Regions from separate parts of the Mus musculus genome. Here region 2 is linked to region 1. The links are chromatin contacts, called in public HiChIP or PLAC-seq maps. All regions are on one chromosome and are shown on one strand. Each heading gives the region's core, a stretch centred on a gene start, on an enhancer-like site or on the middle of the called end of the contact. The rest is flanking DNA. Distances are from core to core; before and after follow the strand shown.

Evidence for each region. HiChIP or PLAC-seq counts read pairs in DNA pulled down with a chosen protein or histone mark.
Region 2: an H3K27ac HiChIP or PLAC-seq map of CD8 T cells shows a contact between it and region 1, with 8 times the contacts expected there. The contact joins the enhancer-like site here to the promoter of Pim1 in region 1. A contact is called at or near these places in 2 of 39 promoter capture datasets (embryonic stem cells and liver), 8 of 115 datasets of contacts at active chromatin or transcription factors (CD8 T cells, the SCID.adh cell line, effector CD8 T cells and 2 more) and 3 of 9 other capture datasets (adipose tissue, liver and pancreatic islet).

What each region holds. Positions count from the first base shown.
Region 1 is chr17:29,488,159-29,496,112 of GRCm38.p6, forward strand. It overlaps Pim1 (proviral integration site 1), which reads left to right and starts at 2,627. Exons shown (of 6, transcript NM_008842.4): 1 at 2,627-3,067; 2 at 3,167-3,273; 3 at 3,362-3,412; 4 at 3,507-3,873; 5 at 5,564-5,740; 6 at 6,432-7,953. The coding sequence starts at 2,986. The coding sequence ends at 6,589. It overlaps Gm26885 (predicted gene, 26885), which reads right to left and starts at 3,386. Exons shown (of 4, transcript NR_168683.1): 1 at 3,019-3,386.
Region 2 is chr17:29,528,034-29,535,987 of GRCm38.p6, forward strand. All of the region lies in intron 2 of Tmem217 (transmembrane protein 217), which reads right to left. Among named protein-coding and RNA genes, the nearest start is that of Tmem217, 18 kb to the right of the region's middle. Within about 2 kb of position 4,113, at least 80 of the 459 cell types and tissues checked have an H3K27ac peak or open chromatin away from gene starts, as enhancers often do. A contact at or near this core is called in CD8 T cells, the SCID.adh cell line, effector CD8 T cells and 1 more, where this site is marked.

The DNA.
Region 1 (7,954 bases), core at 1,377-3,876:
GCAACCACATGGTGGCTCACAACCATCCGTAATGTGATCTGACTCCCTCTTCTGGAGTGTCTGAAGACAGCTACAGTGTACTTACATTAAATAAATAAATAAATAAATCTGTTTAAAAAAAAAAAAAAAAAAAAAAAAAAAAAAAAAAGAAGCAGAAAAAGGAAACAAAGCAGGTAGACAGTATAAATCAACGAAGAGATAGCATACAGAAAGTCTTCTTGTTTTAAGGCAGGATCTTTTGTGTCTCTGACTGACTTTGAACTTTGACCTGACTCTACCTCCTTTGTCCTGGGATCAAAGTACCATTTATGCAGTGCCCAGGGATCAAACCTAGGATTTTCTTCTGTATGCCAAGCAAGGACCCTACCAACCGAGCAGCATCCCCAGCCCAGAAAGATTTTTTTTTCTTTGTAAGAACCCCACATGACCATCAGATGGGTGGCAGTGAACGAAGGCTTAGAATTTGTTCAGCAAAAAAATGTGGAAATACACGCGCCTTGTTCAGAACGCAAGGCTTTGAATAAGCGACAGGACTGGAGTGTATGTAGGTTGGTGACAGGGTGCATGTGTAAGACCCTGGATTGATTTCCCAACATCAGACACATTCCGAGAAGAGGACAGGGCACTTTGGACAGGTGGACTTAGTTTTCAGAGGCACAAAGTCTGGAATGTGCTGGGAGATTGAAAACAAGTGGAAATAGTCCTGTTTGGACAGAGCTGAGGGCCTGATAGAGAACTGGAGGTAGTTGTACTGGTGTTTAACACATATTTATTTATAGACAGAGTTTCTCTTTGTAGACAAGGCTGGCCTGGTTAGAATGTTGTGGTTTTAACGTTGGGCACCACTCTAGGCATACCTGTTTTCTGATTGCCTGCTCAATACCAGTGCCATAGATGTTTTTAGGCTGATTAAAGGGAGAGCTCTGAACCCTCAGGAGCAGAATTTGGGCCATTCTCTCTGCTGTCGTATGACCCTGTGTCATCCCAGTGACGAGTCATTTTCCTATCTGCAAAAAAGGAAGTAATTCTCCTTCCCCTGGGTTTTTCTCCTTTCGTCATCAGAAATGAATGAGTTAGTCCACAGAACACAAACAAAGGGAAATATGTAATGTTTTGTAAGAGGCATCCATAAAAGTTATGGAGTCTCTGGGCATCTTTATAAGCAGCATGGAAAACTTGTAAAGGAAGCATTTAAACGCGTGCGCTAATGACTACATCCACAACAGGCTCGTTCCTCCTTTAAAGATCTCTCAGACCTAAGAACAACAACAAAAATAACGAACAAGGGGTGTAGCTGGCTGTCCATGACTCTGGCCACCAGTATCTCAGTTTATATGGATTACACAGAATGAGAGTTTACCCATTTCCACACGTCGTTATCAACTCTCCATGAAGTTCAAAAGGACAAAAGATGAAAGCGGACTCGGCTAGCTTTCCGTGGTATTTCCACGTGCATGTGGGGACTTTCCTTTGAGACAAGGCTGGGGTGGGGGCCAATAATATCTGGTATCGCCTGACTGCTAATACCAAGCTGATGAGAAGGTAACTACCGCAACAACCTCTGATTAAACCCAGCGGCACCCTCCCACCCTCGCCCGCGATCAGGAATTTTCCTGCTCCTCCCGCCCTCTCAGAAGGGGCTGAGGCAGCATTTGGCAAGAGAAAGCTAACGTTTGTGTCGTGATTTCCTCTCTCAGGCGCTCGGACATGGACCGAGGGGATCAGGTACCCCGGGTCCCTTCTAATTCTCTCTGCATTTCTAAATTGAGAATCTTTGTCACCGGCTCCTCGCATCCCAGGTCTCCCCCACTTTTCCTCGCAGGCCTGTGACTGGCCTCGGTGTGCAAAATGCCGGTGACTCACGTCTTGCACAGCCTTCGCCCCCAAAAACACAATCATCACCCCCAGGATCTAGCCCACATAACATCGTCAACCCGCCCCAGCAGCCTTGGAGGTCTCCGGGCTGAGTCACACCAGAGGACCACCCTGGTCGGCATCCACACACACGCGGTCCCTACTCATGGCTTCCGCGCCCGCCACACCAACGCCCTTCCATTTCTCACAACTTGCTACGCTCCAGCTCCAATCCTCGACCCCCCTCCACAACCCAAATCTCCGGGAAACACAGAGCCGGCAGAGCTGGCCTCGGGCGGCCTTTGATGGCTTTGTTATTGTTTGGGTTTGAATCGATACGCCCCTCCCCATCCTTCCTCCCCCGCCCGCGCGCGCCACCCAGCTCCCGCCTCCCTGCACGCCCAGCGCCCCTCCCCCTCCGTTTTGGCGCCTTTTCCTTCCCGCCACGTCGTGGCGGCGTTAGCGACCATTCTGACCGCGAGGCGAGAGGCGGGGCCCGCAACGCCTTATGCAAATAGGGCGTCTTCTGGTTGGCTGAAGCCGCGCCCGAGGGCGGGGCCGGGGAGAGGGGTGTAGCCGCGAGGGGGCGGAGCGGAGGGGAGCGGCCCTGGTCCCGCCGCCTCCCCGCCCCCTCTCCGCCCTCCGCCGCCGAGCCAGCCCGGCTCCCCACCTCGGCCTCCCGGAGAGGCCCCGCCCCGTCCCCGCCCGCCGCGCGCGCCCTCCCCAGCGGCGCGCTCCGCCCCTTTACTCCTGGCGGCGGGGCGAGCCGGGCGTCTGCAGCAGCGGCCGTGGCGGCGGAGGAGGCTGGAGGGGAGTCGGCAGTGCCGGCGGCGGGATCGGCAGTAGCAGCAGCAGCAGCAGTCACAGTCAGCAGCAGCCCTGGGTCCCGCAGCGCCTCTCGCCCTGCCGCCTCCCGCACTGCCTGACCCAGCCGGCGAACCCGCCCGCGGCCAGCCCCGCCAGCGCCCTCAGTCGTCCTCCGACTCGCCCTCGGCCTTGCGCGCCAGCCGCAGCCAGAGCCGCAACGCCACCCGCAGTCTGAGTCCCGGCCGTCGGCTCAGCCCCAGCTCGCTCCGCCGCCGCTGCTGCTCGTCCCGGCACCGGCGCCGCACCGACACCCTGGAGGTGGGGATGCTCCTGTCCAAGATCAACTCCCTGGCCCACCTGCGCGCCGCGCCCTGCAACGACCTGCACGCCACCAAGCTGGCGCCGGGTGAGTGTCCCCACCCCACCCTGGGCGCGCGGGTCGTTGGGACGCCGGGAGACCCCCGCGTGGGTCGAGCGCGCTGAGTGTCCCGTGCCTCTTTCCTAGGCAAAGAGAAGGAGCCCCTGGAGTCGCAGTACCAGGTGGGCCCGCTGTTGGGCAGCGGTGGCTTCGGCTCGGTCTACTCTGGCATCCGCGTCGCCGACAACTTGCCGGTGAGTGGGCAACGCCGCCTCGGGGAGGGCGCGCGGAGGGATGCTTTGAGCAGGAGGGTCTGATGGAGACTCGGGGGTCTTCTTCCAGGTGGCCATTAAGCACGTGGAGAAGGACCGGATTTCCGATTGGGGAGAACTGGTGAGTGAGCCGGAGCCAGAGACCCTCTCATGGGTGGGTGGGTGGCGACGGGCGTGCCGGAACCGGCGCGCTAACCCTCGCCCTCACTCTGCAGCCCAATGGCACCCGAGTGCCCATGGAAGTGGTCCTGTTGAAGAAGGTGAGCTCGGACTTCTCGGGCGTCATTAGACTTCTGGACTGGTTCGAGAGGCCCGATAGTTTCGTGCTGATCCTGGAGAGGCCCGAACCGGTGCAAGACCTCTTCGACTTTATCACCGAACGAGGAGCCCTACAGGAGGACCTGGCCCGAGGATTCTTCTGGCAGGTGCTGGAGGCCGTGCGGCATTGCCACAACTGCGGGGTTCTCCACCGCGACATCAAGGACGAGAACATCTTAATCGACCTGAGCCGCGGCGAAATCAAACTCATCGACTTCGGGTCGGGGGCGCTGCTCAAGGACACAGTCTACACGGACTTTGATGGTGAGCCAGGCCCCGGGGAGGGAGCTGCCCAAGGTGCCGGCCTGGAAGCCTCTGGCGGCCTCGGCTCCGGCCCTTTGTAAAGGTCATTGGGCCGCCTGGCTCAGAGCTGGCAGGGGTGGGGCAGAGGCGAGCTTCCCGGCATAGTACAGCCGGGGATTTCGAGCTGGTTGAACGAACCTGCAACATTTCTGGCGTGATTGGGGTTTTGTTGTTGTTGTTGTTTTTGTTGTTGCTGCTGGTGTTTGCTTGTTTTTCTTTTCAGCAGGAATTTATTAAATTCCATGCTTTCCCGGTGAATAAGAGGTCGTGGGTAGCCGGCTGTAGCCCAGATTTCTAAAGTATGACCCACTTTTCCCTCCAGTAGGAGGTGGAGCCGTTGGTGGCGGGAGACATTGGTGCTGATTTTTTTCTTTTTCTTTTTCTTTTTTTTTTTTTTTCTTTTGTAGTTTTGTTTTGTGGGGGAGTTTTAAGGTAGTTCTTAGAACTGCAGGGTTTTGTTTTGTTTTGTTTTGTTTTGCTTTTGAGGGTAAAGGAATAAGAGCCGCGGTTTCACCCCACTTGGGGGTGTTGTGGGGTGACGAGGCCTGGAATGAATGTTGTGAAATAAGATCTGTTGCTGGTTTGAAAATTAGTTGGGAGTCTCCGCTGGGAGGATGAAAACCTATCTACCATAGGGAGGGGCTTGGATCGCGTTCTTTCAGCAGTGGAGGGCAGGAATAGTAGATCAAAGCGCGAGGGTGGGTCACGATCCGAGTGGCTCACCCGGACAAACTATGGCCTTTCAAAACTTGTGACTCTGGCTTGTGGTTTGAATTTCTTTGGAGGATGCCGGGCTGGGCTGCGTTTTTTGTATTTAACAGTTAATGGCTGGCTGAGTCCTCCCCTGTGTTTTTCCCCCCCTGGGCAAGTCTTTGCTGCCCCCTGTTGAGCACCACGAGGCTAGCACCTTTTTTTTTTTTTTTTTTTTTTACTCCCCAAAGTTTGTAAACAGGAATCACGTGGTCTGAAACCAGCCCTGCAACTGTACCTTTCCAGTCTAGGGAGTGGGAGAGTGCAGTGTCTATGCCTTGCTTGCATAGAACCCGGAGGAAAGCACACCCTGAGTTAGTTGTGTATAAAGGCCCTCACCTGGGCCCGGTCTAGATGAGACTGGTGTGGCAGGGCCCTGGGGTCCTTGTAGTTAAAGGCTAACCCACTGAGTGGGGCCTCTAGACTTGAGCTTTTCGGTGGCTTTATTTGTCTTTGGGCCGATGTGTAAGGGATTTGGGTTTAGGGTTTTTGGGCTCCCAGAGAGCTACCATATCATTTCTTCATTTTCTGTCTGGACCAGAGAGGCAGAGATGGAGAGAAAAAAAAAATATGGTTGTTTTAAAGTCAAATCTGCCTGTCTGCCTCCTGAGAGCTGGGATTAAAGGCATGTGCCACCAAACCCGAGCCAGGCAGTGTCTTTATTAAAAAATATTTGAAAACCTAGTGGAGGTGGTGGTTCTTGCTTTTAATCCAGCCCTTGGGAGGTAGAGGTAGGCAGATCTCCGAGTTCAAGGCCAGCCTGGCCTACAGAGTCACTTCCAGAGCTACACAGAGAAACTTTGGAGGAGAAAAAAAAAATTAAAAGAAGCGGCTCAGACTAGCTGCTTTGTTAACTTTTTTTTTGCTAATGCTGGTTTCTTTCTATTCCCTCTGCTGGTAGGGACCCGAGTGTACAGTCCTCCAGAGTGGATTCGCTACCATCGCTACCACGGCAGGTCGGCAGCTGTCTGGTCCCTTGGGATCCTGCTCTATGACATGGTCTGCGGAGATATTCCGTTTGAGCACGATGAAGAGATCATCAAGGGCCAAGTGTTCTTCAGGCAAACTGTCTCTTCAGGTAACTTCCCTCAGACACCCCCAATCCTTCCCAAACCCTGGTTCAGGGTTGGTTTGGGGATTACAAGAGTGAGAGAGTATTCCTATCCACCTTTTTATTTTTATTTATTCATTTTCTTTGGGGGAGAGTAAGGCCTTAGCCTGCCTCTGACCCCCAACTGCTGGGACTCAAGAGATGGTGGGTTTTCACTGGGTCAGAGTACTCCATTTGGGCTCAAATTGGAACAAGTTTTATATACATCCCACCCCAACCCCCAGACCCTGTAAAATCTAAGTACCAGCAGAGACCCAGTCTCTAAACAAAGTTTAAAAAAAAAAAAAAAAAAATGAAGGTTCCGGATAGTGTCAGTGGAAGGCGTGAGGTAGGTAGGTGAATTGAATCACCTCATCTTGCTCACTGGTGGCTCATCAAAACCCTTGTCATCCTTCCTATTTCTAGTGAGTGGGTGTCATGGGAAAGGCCCGAGCTATTGAAGTCTGAAACCACAGGTTTAAGAGGGGAGGCACTTTTTTAACTGAAAGCTGATTGCTGGAGGCTTTCGGTATCCGTTCTTTCCCACCGGGCAGTGTTTGGTATAAAAAGTACCGTGCCTCTTTAAAAACCCCAGACTTGTAGGTCTGGGGAAGAAGACCTTTGCATTACAAAAACAAGTTGAGTCATCTTTAACCTCTGTCTGCCCCGCCTTCTGCAGAGTGTCAGCACCTTATTAAATGGTGCCTGTCCCTGAGACCATCAGATCGGCCCTCCTTTGAAGAAATCCGGAACCATCCATGGATGCAGGGTGACCTCCTGCCCCAGGCAGCTTCTGAGATCCATCTGCACAGTCTGTCACCGGGGTCCAGCAAGTAGCAGCCTTTCTGCTGCTGTCTGTCAGACCCTCCAGGGAGGGAGAGCTTGTCTTCTGGCCTCCCAACAGGACCCTGCGTGACGATGCAGGGACAGCAATGACAACTCATTCCAGACTCCAGGTCCCTGGAGGAGCCTCCCACAAGGGAAAGAGACTACTTCACTGGTCCTGGGCCCCTCTTTGCGCGCCCCGCCCCCAGACTCAGCGTCTAGTGTTGCTGGGCTCCCCTGAATCCATCCCTGGTTGGGGGTGGGAGTGGATCAGAGCCCTGTCGATGGAACTTTAGTCACCATGGAGACTGGGTCACCAAGATGGGCCGGGGGGGGGGGGGGGGGGGGGAGAGGAAAACAGTCTGGGGGGTGGGATAAAAACTAGCACCATATTTAAGTCCCTGTCACCTCTTCCAACTCCTGAGTGCCTTCTGTGGGGACTCCGCCTGTGCTGGGAGAAATACTTGAACTTTACCTCTTACCTGCTGCTTCTCAAACTCTGCCTGGGTTTTGCTTCCTTCCTCTCCTCTCCTTTCCCATCCCCCACTTCCTATGAAAGGTGCCATGGGAGAGGCTACAGGGCCAACTGCTGAGCCACCTGCCCCTTTTCTGTCTCCTTTAGTAAAATTCCCAAGCAAACTGGTCTTCCTCTTTGGTTTCGACTTAACTGTTTCAAAACCAAGACCTCACACAGAACGCACAACCAATGCAAAACAAAAAACAAAAAAAACAAAAAAAAAACCAGACAAGCTGTAAATGTGTGTATAGTTCCGGCATGGTAGCCTGCAAAAGGACTGTAGATGATAACAATTTTAAAGAAGAAAAAAAAAAATGCCTTTAAGTTATTTTATGTGTTGGGGGTTTGGTTTGGTTTTTTGTTTTTTTTTTTTTTTTTTTTCTTTTTTATTCTTTTTTGCTTGTTTTTGAAAGATGGCACGTTCTAGCCCGGAAGTTTTAATGTATTTATTTATTTATTTATTTGGTTGCCTTCCTGTCCAAGCTTCCACTGACTGTTGCCCCCGGTTTATTGTCATGTTCTGCCTTTTTTTTTTCTTTCCTTCCTCCTGACTTGGGGACCTTTTAGGGGAGGGCTGTGACGCTTGCTGGGGTGTTGGGGCTCCGGTGGGACAGCTGCTGTAGCCCCCTTCTCCAGGGGCCCCCTTGGCTGCTTGCTGGAGTGGGTCTAGGGTCTGCTGACTGTACATAAAACAGTTCCGGTGTGGTGTGCCTTCCGGATCCTCTCTGGGGCTGTGCTTTGAGCAGCGTGCAGCCCGCTGGTTTTATCTGAGTAAAGTATACTGTACAGGGGAATAAAAGAGATCTTATTTTTTTTTTTTATACTTGGCATTTTTTGAATAAAAACCTTTTGTCTTAAAC
Region 2 (7,954 bases), core at 2,863-5,362, 41 kb after region 1:
CATGTGCCCCCATCATATACACACAATAATAATTAAAGATGTAAAGGGAGGGCTGAAGAGATGGCTCAGCGGTTAAGAGCACCGACTGATCTTCTGGAGGTCTTGAGTTTGATTCTCAGCAACCACATGGTAGCTCACAGCCATTTTTAATGGGATCCAATGCCCTCTTCTGGTGTGTCTGAAGACAGTTACAGTGGACTCATATACATAAAATAAATAAATATTTTTTTAAAGAAACAAAAGATATAAAAGGAAGAAGGAATTATTACATGGTTGCACAATGAGAGTGTTACATGGTTGTCAAAATAAATCTCATCTCTGCAGAAATGTACCACAGAACCCTTGACTGATGCCTGGGACCCACAGGGCAAAAGGGGAACTGCTGGGGCACACATGTGCAACCTGCGCTGGCACAAAATAGAAAGAAAGAATGATCATTCTACATTCTAAAACATTACTAGAAGACCTTGCGGAATCACCTTGAGAGTTAAATGAGCAAATACATTTGGGAGACTCAGAAGGGTTGAGCATGCATGGAGCACCAACCAGCTCAGGGCTCTTCTGTCTTGATACAAATGGGCAACTCCTGTTTACTCTGCACATTAACTATCGTTTGCTAGGCTTTGTGCACAGAGACGCCCACTTGTGTTCAGGATGCGGAGAAGCCCAGACCCAGGGAAAACATCTGCCTTCCCAGATGTTGCCCAAGTGAGGAGTCCCACGGACATAGCTCCAGGAAGTGAGCCACATGCGGAGATCCACTGGGCACCCTGCCAAAGTACTGACTGCCTGATGGTGGAGGTGGCTGGGGGCTAATCCTTACATTTTATTTCTCACTTTTTTCAATATTTAATATGTGTGTGTAAGCATGTGTATGTGTAGGTGTGTGCGCATGCATGTGTGTGTGCATGTGTGAGTGTGTGTGTGAGTGTGTGCAGAAGGATTCCAGAAGAGGGCAGCAGATCTCCACGCAAACTACACAGACTGCCTGCATCTGCTTCCTGAATGCTGAGCTTAAAGATGTGTACCATCAGAGTTGGCCTAAAACTGCTTTATTTGTTTCTTGTTTGTTTTTTGAGGCAGGGTCTCATTATATAGCTCCAGTGTCCTGATCAGGCTGGCCTTATACGCACAGAGATCTGCTTATCTTGCAAGTGCTATGATAAAGGAATGTGCCATTATACTTGGCCTAAAACTACATTTTAAAAAGTATCTGTCTAGTTAGGTGGTGGCGCAGGCCTTTAATCCCAGTGCTTGGGAGGCAGAGGCAGGTGATCTCTGAGTTTGAGGCCAGCCTGGTCTACAGAGTGAGTTCTAGGACAGCCAGGGTTGCACAGAAAAACCCTGTCTCAAAACAAAACAAAACAAAACAAACAAAAAAGTTTTTAAAAACTATCTATCTATCTATCTATCTATCTATCTACCATCTATCCATCCAGTGGTTGGTTTTTTTGTTTTTGTTTTTGTTTTGTTTGTTTGGGTTTTTTTGTTTGTTTTTTTGAGACAGGGTTTCTCTGTGTAGCCCTGGCTGTCCTGGAACTTACTCTGTAGACCAGGCTGGCCTCAAACTCAGAAATCTGCCTGCCTCTGCCTCCCAAGTGCTGGGATTAGAGGCCTGTGCCACCACTGTCCAGCTCTTTTTGGCTTTTTTTGTTTGTTTTGTTTCTGTTTTTGTTTTTTTGAGACAAAGGGTTTCACTGTTTAGCCTTGGCTGTCCTGGAACTCACTCTGTATTACAATGCTTGCATTACAAGCATGTCTGGATTTTTGGTTCTTGTTTTGTTTTGAAAATGTGGGTTCGAGCCGGGCAGTGGTGGCGCACGCCTTTAATCCCAGTACTTGGGAGGCAGAGACAGGTGGATTTCTGAGTTCGAGGCCAGCCTGGTCTACAAAGTAAGTTCCAGGACAGCCAGGGCTACACAGAGAAACCCTGTCTCAAAAAACCAAAAAAAAAAAAAAAAAAAAAAAAAGAAAATGTGGGTTCTAGGGATAGAACTCAGGTCATCATGGAGTTCATCACACTTACAAAGGTGCACTGAGTGATATGCTCATATATTTGAATGTTTGGTCCGCAGTTGGTGGAACTGTTTGGGAAGGATTGGGGGGCATTGCCTTGTTGGATTAGGTGTGTCACGGGGGGTGGGATAGGGTTTGAGGTTTCAAAAGTCCATGCCAGGCCCATTCTCTCCCCTCTCTGTCTCTGTCTCTCTCACTGCTGCTTGTGGATAAGATGTAAGCTCCCCGCTGCCACTCAAGCGCCATGTCTGCCAGCCTGCCTGCCTGCAGCCACGCTTTCTGCCTTGACGGTCATCAGCTCACCCTCTGAAACTGTGAGCTCCGAAGTTAAATGCTTTCTTTTATAAGTTGATTTGGCCATGGTGTCTTCTCATAGCAATATGGCAGTAACTGAGACACAAGGCAAGGGAATTTATGGACTGAGCTATCTCCTTCAGACCTTAAAGCTTCGATTTTCTGTTTCTGTTTTGTTTGAGACTGGGTCTTACTGTGTAGCCCTGGCTGGCCTGGAACTCACAGATCTGCCTGCTTCTGTCTAGAGAGCTGGGCTCAAGGCATCTTTAACTACGCAAGGCTCAAAACACATTTTACTGGTGCCCCACCACCACCCCAATGTTGGCTTACAAATTCCATTGCCGCTTCTTGCTCCTCCTCCTCTCCCCGCCCTCTTCCTGGCCCCTCCCACTGGCTCTTACCTCCTGCGCGCTCTCTCTCTCCTCTCTCCTCTCTCTCTCTCTCTCTCTCTCTCTCACACACACACACACACACACACATACACACACATAGAGGAATTAAAATCTAGGACCCACATGTGAGAGAACGCAGGTCCTATTTGTCCTTTTGAGCCTGGTTTATTCTACTTCTACTTCATTTACTTCATTCGAGGATTTCCAGCTTCATCCATTTCTCTGCAAATGTCACTATTTCATATTATTTCACAGCTGAATGATTTCCACAGTCTGTACCTTCCGCATCTCCTCCATCCATCAATCCTTCCATCAGCTGATGGATATCCATGCTGGTCCCACTCCTAGATGTCTTGGGTTTCTGAGACAGAAGGCGAGGGGTGTCTTAGCTGCCTGTTTTGCCTCAGGGCCCCTCCTAAAGTAAAGGTCTGGAGCGGCTGCCAGCTGAAGGCTGTCCTCCGAGGAGGGTCCTTTCACTCACCTGGCTGTTGGTAGCTCCTGGCCAGAAACCTCAGCTCTCTTCTTCTGGCCTGTTTTAAGGGCTGCCTGAGTCTCCTTGTGCCATGGCTGCAGGCTTTCCTCGAGGGTAACTGTTTGGTAGCAGCAGAGAATGGCTGTGTCTTTTTTTTTCTTTTAAATTTTATGTGGTTGAGTGCCTTTCTGCATGTAGGACCGCCAGGTGCCTGCAGTGCCCATAGTAGCCCGAAGAGGGCGCCAGTTGGAGCCCGAGGAACTGGAATTACACAGGCAGTTGTGAGCAGCAAATGCTCTTACCACTGAGCCATCTCTCCAGCCCTGCGGTCTTGCTTCTTATAGGCTTACTAAAGGCTAACCACAGGGCTGCGCACACAGTCCTGGCCGATGGCAGCCTCCGCTCATCACCCCAGGGTGATGAGGCTTTGAGCTTTCTTCTCAGCCAAGTAGCCAGCATCCAACCCAGCAGGGTGTGTGTGTGTGTGGGGGGGCACTCTCTAGGGGGCACAACCTGCTACCTCCCCAGTTTTCCCAACAGGAGAGAAATCCCAGATACTGTAGGGAAGCTAGGGTCTTCCCTTCTTCCTGTATTCTTCCAGGCCAAACTCTTGCTCAAGAGATCAGATTTCCCAAAACAAAAACCCAATCCTCTCCAACACAGAAAGAAAACCAGCCTGCCATGCTTGACAGTGAGTCAGCTGACAAGCAGGGAAACCAGTCCCCACTGGGGATGGGCGAATGCAGACAATAAACCACAGGGCTGCGCACACAGTCCTGGCCGATGGCAGCCTCCGCTCATCACCCCAGGGTAGCTCTACACATCCCTTGCTATGTCTATAATCTTTTCTTTCTCCAGTGCCTTTTCTCTACTTGGCTCTTTCCTCTGGGTCTTTCAGGTCTCCTACGCGGTGTCAGGGTCCCACGGTAGCTTCCTTTCTGTGGTCACTGGCTGACTGCCAACTTGCCTCTCACTAGCAGGCCAATCAGGAGTGCCCCGGAAGCTCTCCTCTGCGCTCCTTTCTTCCACAGGATGTCAAACACATCTCTGAGAACTTTCAGTGAATTCTCACTGTTCAATGCTCAGAACTGGGGTACATGGGCACCCCTAGCCACGGTATCACCATAGCTGCCATAGACAAATATTTATGCCAGGACTAGAACTCAGCTGCCTTATTCCACTAGCAAGGAGCCCTCTTGATGAAGAATATGGAGTTTGTTCTGCTCAGGACCCGTTTTCCTTGAATGTGGAGGTCTCTGATGTGGGACAGGACCTTCCCTTCCTTAGTGTAGCAATTGCGCCTTCCACAGACAGCCACACAGTTGGCCAGAATAAAGTTTAGATTTCCAAGTATCACTTGCAGCTAATGGCTATGCTACCAAAGGGTTTTTATTTATTTATTTATTTATTTATTTATTTATCTATTTAGTGTGTTTATTTTTGGACCAGAGGAAGGGAGTATTTTGAGATAGGGTTTCTCTGTGTAGCCTTTACTGTCCTAGAACTCACTCTGGCCTTGAACTCAGAGTTCTGCCTGCCTCTGCTCAGATTAAAGGAGTGCACCACTGCCCAGCTTGGAAGTTGGTAGCCTGGTTGCTACCAACGTTTTTTAAATGACATTTTATTCATTTTGTGTGCATGCAAGAGTTATGGTTGTGGATGTGAGCATGCCACAGTGTGTTTGTGGAGGTTGGATGACAACTTTTGGGAGTAGGCTTTCTTCTTCCACCTTCATGAGGGTCCTAGGAAAATGGAACTTGGACTTTCAGCCATCTTGTTTGGCTTTTGATGCCTCGTGTAGCCTGGGATTGCCATGAATCCATTATGACTTTGAAATCCTGATCCTTCTGCCTCTACCTCCAGTGTCGGGGTCACAGGCTTGGAACCACTGTGTCTGGCTTGATGCTGTCAATTTGTAAGAAAGGGCTGAGAAGAGAAGAAACCAAGGTGGCCATCTGTATTAAATATCAGACTCCTGTCGTTCCTCTTTGTCATCCAGATGGCTCAGAGGTATTTACGGGAGGGGCCCAGCTAGGGACACTTGCACTATCACAGACCCCTGCTTCTACAGACAGAACAACAGAGAAAAGAGATGGAGACCCCTGAGGGTTTCACAGAGCAGACCCCCATTGTGTTTTAAACTCCCACAGGAGAGGGTTAAATGACTGTCCTGCTGTATTCACCTCATGTTATTTTGTAGCCAGGCTGAAAGGATAAAACTGCCTTGAATGATCTACCTTACAAGCATTCTAAAGTCTGCCACAGCTGGGGCCAGGGATGGCTCTGTGGTTAAGAGGGCTTACAGTCCTTGGGGAGGACCCCAGCTCAGTTCTCAACTCATGAAGGCAGCTCTCAGCCGCTTTAGGAGATTCAACGTCATCTTCTGGACTTTGAGGAACTTACACATGTGCACATATATGCATAATAATTAAAAATAAAATGAATCTGGCCACTCCAGCAAGAGAAGCAGAGTCCCCGAGGCTGATCCTCAATGCTGTAGCAGACCACCTGCTTCCCCTCACTCTCTGCCCCCATGCCCAATGGATTAAGCAGATTCTAGTGGAACACCCTGCTTCCCTCCCTCTTATGGACCCCTTCAGCATTCTCACCAGCCCAGCCCATTCTTAAGTGTCAGCGCTTAACTCCTAGAAACCTATTTTTCTGGAACCCACAGTAGCCACACCTATCAGGATCCCAGAATTTCCTACCAGGCAACACAAACCCTCCTAAGAACCGGAGAGGAAACAGAAACCGAGGAACAAAACACCCGCCCAACAAAGACGAGACCGGATATCAGCCCCAGAATCACAATCTTTCCAAGCTCAGATGTCTAGACATCAACATGAAAACACAGTAACAGTTGGGGCACGGTAACCACGAGGGCCCAGCAACCCTACCACAGCAGGCTCAGGGTATTGCAGTGGAGCTGAAACGCAAGAAAAAGACCTGAAAATGGCCTCTATGATATGACGGAGAAGCTTAAAGAGGAAGCGAATCGATCCCTTAAAGAAATCTATGAAAATGCAAACCATGGAAGGAAATGCACAAAACACTTCAAGACCTGAACTAGAACCAACAAACAACCAAGACCCAAAGTGAAGGAGATGTGGAGATGAAAAGGGTTAGGATTTCAAACAGGAACCTAGAGGTAAACTAACAGAACAAAAGAGGTGAAAGGGCTGGGCGTGGTGGTGCACGCCTTTAATCCCAGCACTCGGGAAGCAGAGGCAGGCAGATCTCTGAGTTCGAGGCCAGCCTGGTCTACAGAGTGAGTTCCAGGTCAGCCAGAGCTACACAGAGAAACCCTGTCTTGAAAAGAGAAGAAGAAGAAGAAGAAGAAGAAGAAGAAGAAGAAGAAGAAGAAGAAGAAGAAGAAGAAAAGAAAGAAAGAAAGAAAGAAAAAGAGATGGAAGAGAGAATCTCAGACATTGAGGACATGATAGAAGAAATGGACACTTTAGTCAAAGAAAATGTTAAATCTTTTAAAAGGAAAAATAGGCACAAAACATCCAGAAAATCTGGGACACATTGAAAAGACCAATTCTGAGAATAATGGGAAGAGAGGAAGGAGAAGAAACCCAGGACAACAGCACAGAAAACGTTATCAACAAAACCATAGAAGAAAATTTCCCCATCCTAAAGGAGGAGGTGCCTGTTGAGGTAGAAGGAGCTTCCAGAACACCAAAGAGACTGGACCAAAAAGCAAGTCCCTTCAGCACATAATAATTGAAACACTAAGTGTACAGAACAAAGACTATTAAAAGCCATGAGGGAAAACTATCAAATAGCATATAAGGCAGACCTATAGAACCATATTCAGCTTCTCTCTGTCTCTGTCTCTGTCTCTGTCTCTGTCTCTGTCTCTGTCTCTCTCTCTCTCTCTCTCTGTCTTTTCTTTCAAGACAGGGTTTCTCTGAGTAATAGCCCAGGCTGTCCTCGAATTCACAGGCATCCACCTGTGTCTGTCTCGGAAGTGCTGGGACTAAAGGCATGCACCACCCCCCCAGCTCTACACCTAACTTCTCAATAGACTTTAAAAACAAGAAGGGTCTGGACAGATGTGCTGCAGACTCTAAGAGTCCACAGATGCCAGCCCAGATTAATCTACTCAGCAAAACTTTCCATCACAATAGACAGAGAAAGGACACACTTCATGATAAAACCAAACTCAGGCAATATTTATCTACAAATCAAACCCTACAGAAGGTGCTAGAAGGAAAACCCCAACCTAAAGAGGTCAGCAACAGCCATGAAAGCACAGGAAATAATCTCAGCAAATCAAGAGCAGGGAAACACACACACACACACATACACACACACACATACACACACACACACACACACACACACACACACACACACCACTCCACCATTACCATCATCACTACCACTGCAAGAACAAAACAACAGGAATCAATAAGCCGTGCTCACTGAAGTCTGTGGTGGTTTGAGTAGGCACCATCCCATAGGCTCCTGTATTTGAATGTTCAGTTACTGGGGAGTGGTGATACTTGACTGGGAATAGGAGATGTGTCATTGGGGGTTGGGCTTTGGAGTTTCAAATGCTCAAGCCAGACCCAGTGTCTCTCTCTCTTCCTGCTGCCTGCTTCTCTGGGCATAGATTTCTCAGCTACCTCTCTGGCACCATGTTGGTCTGTGTGCCACCATGCTTCCCGCCATGACAATAATGGGCCGGACCACTGACTGTAAACAAGCTCCCAATTAAATTCTTTCTTTTATAAGAAATGGTCATGGTGTCTTTTCACAGCAGTAAAACACT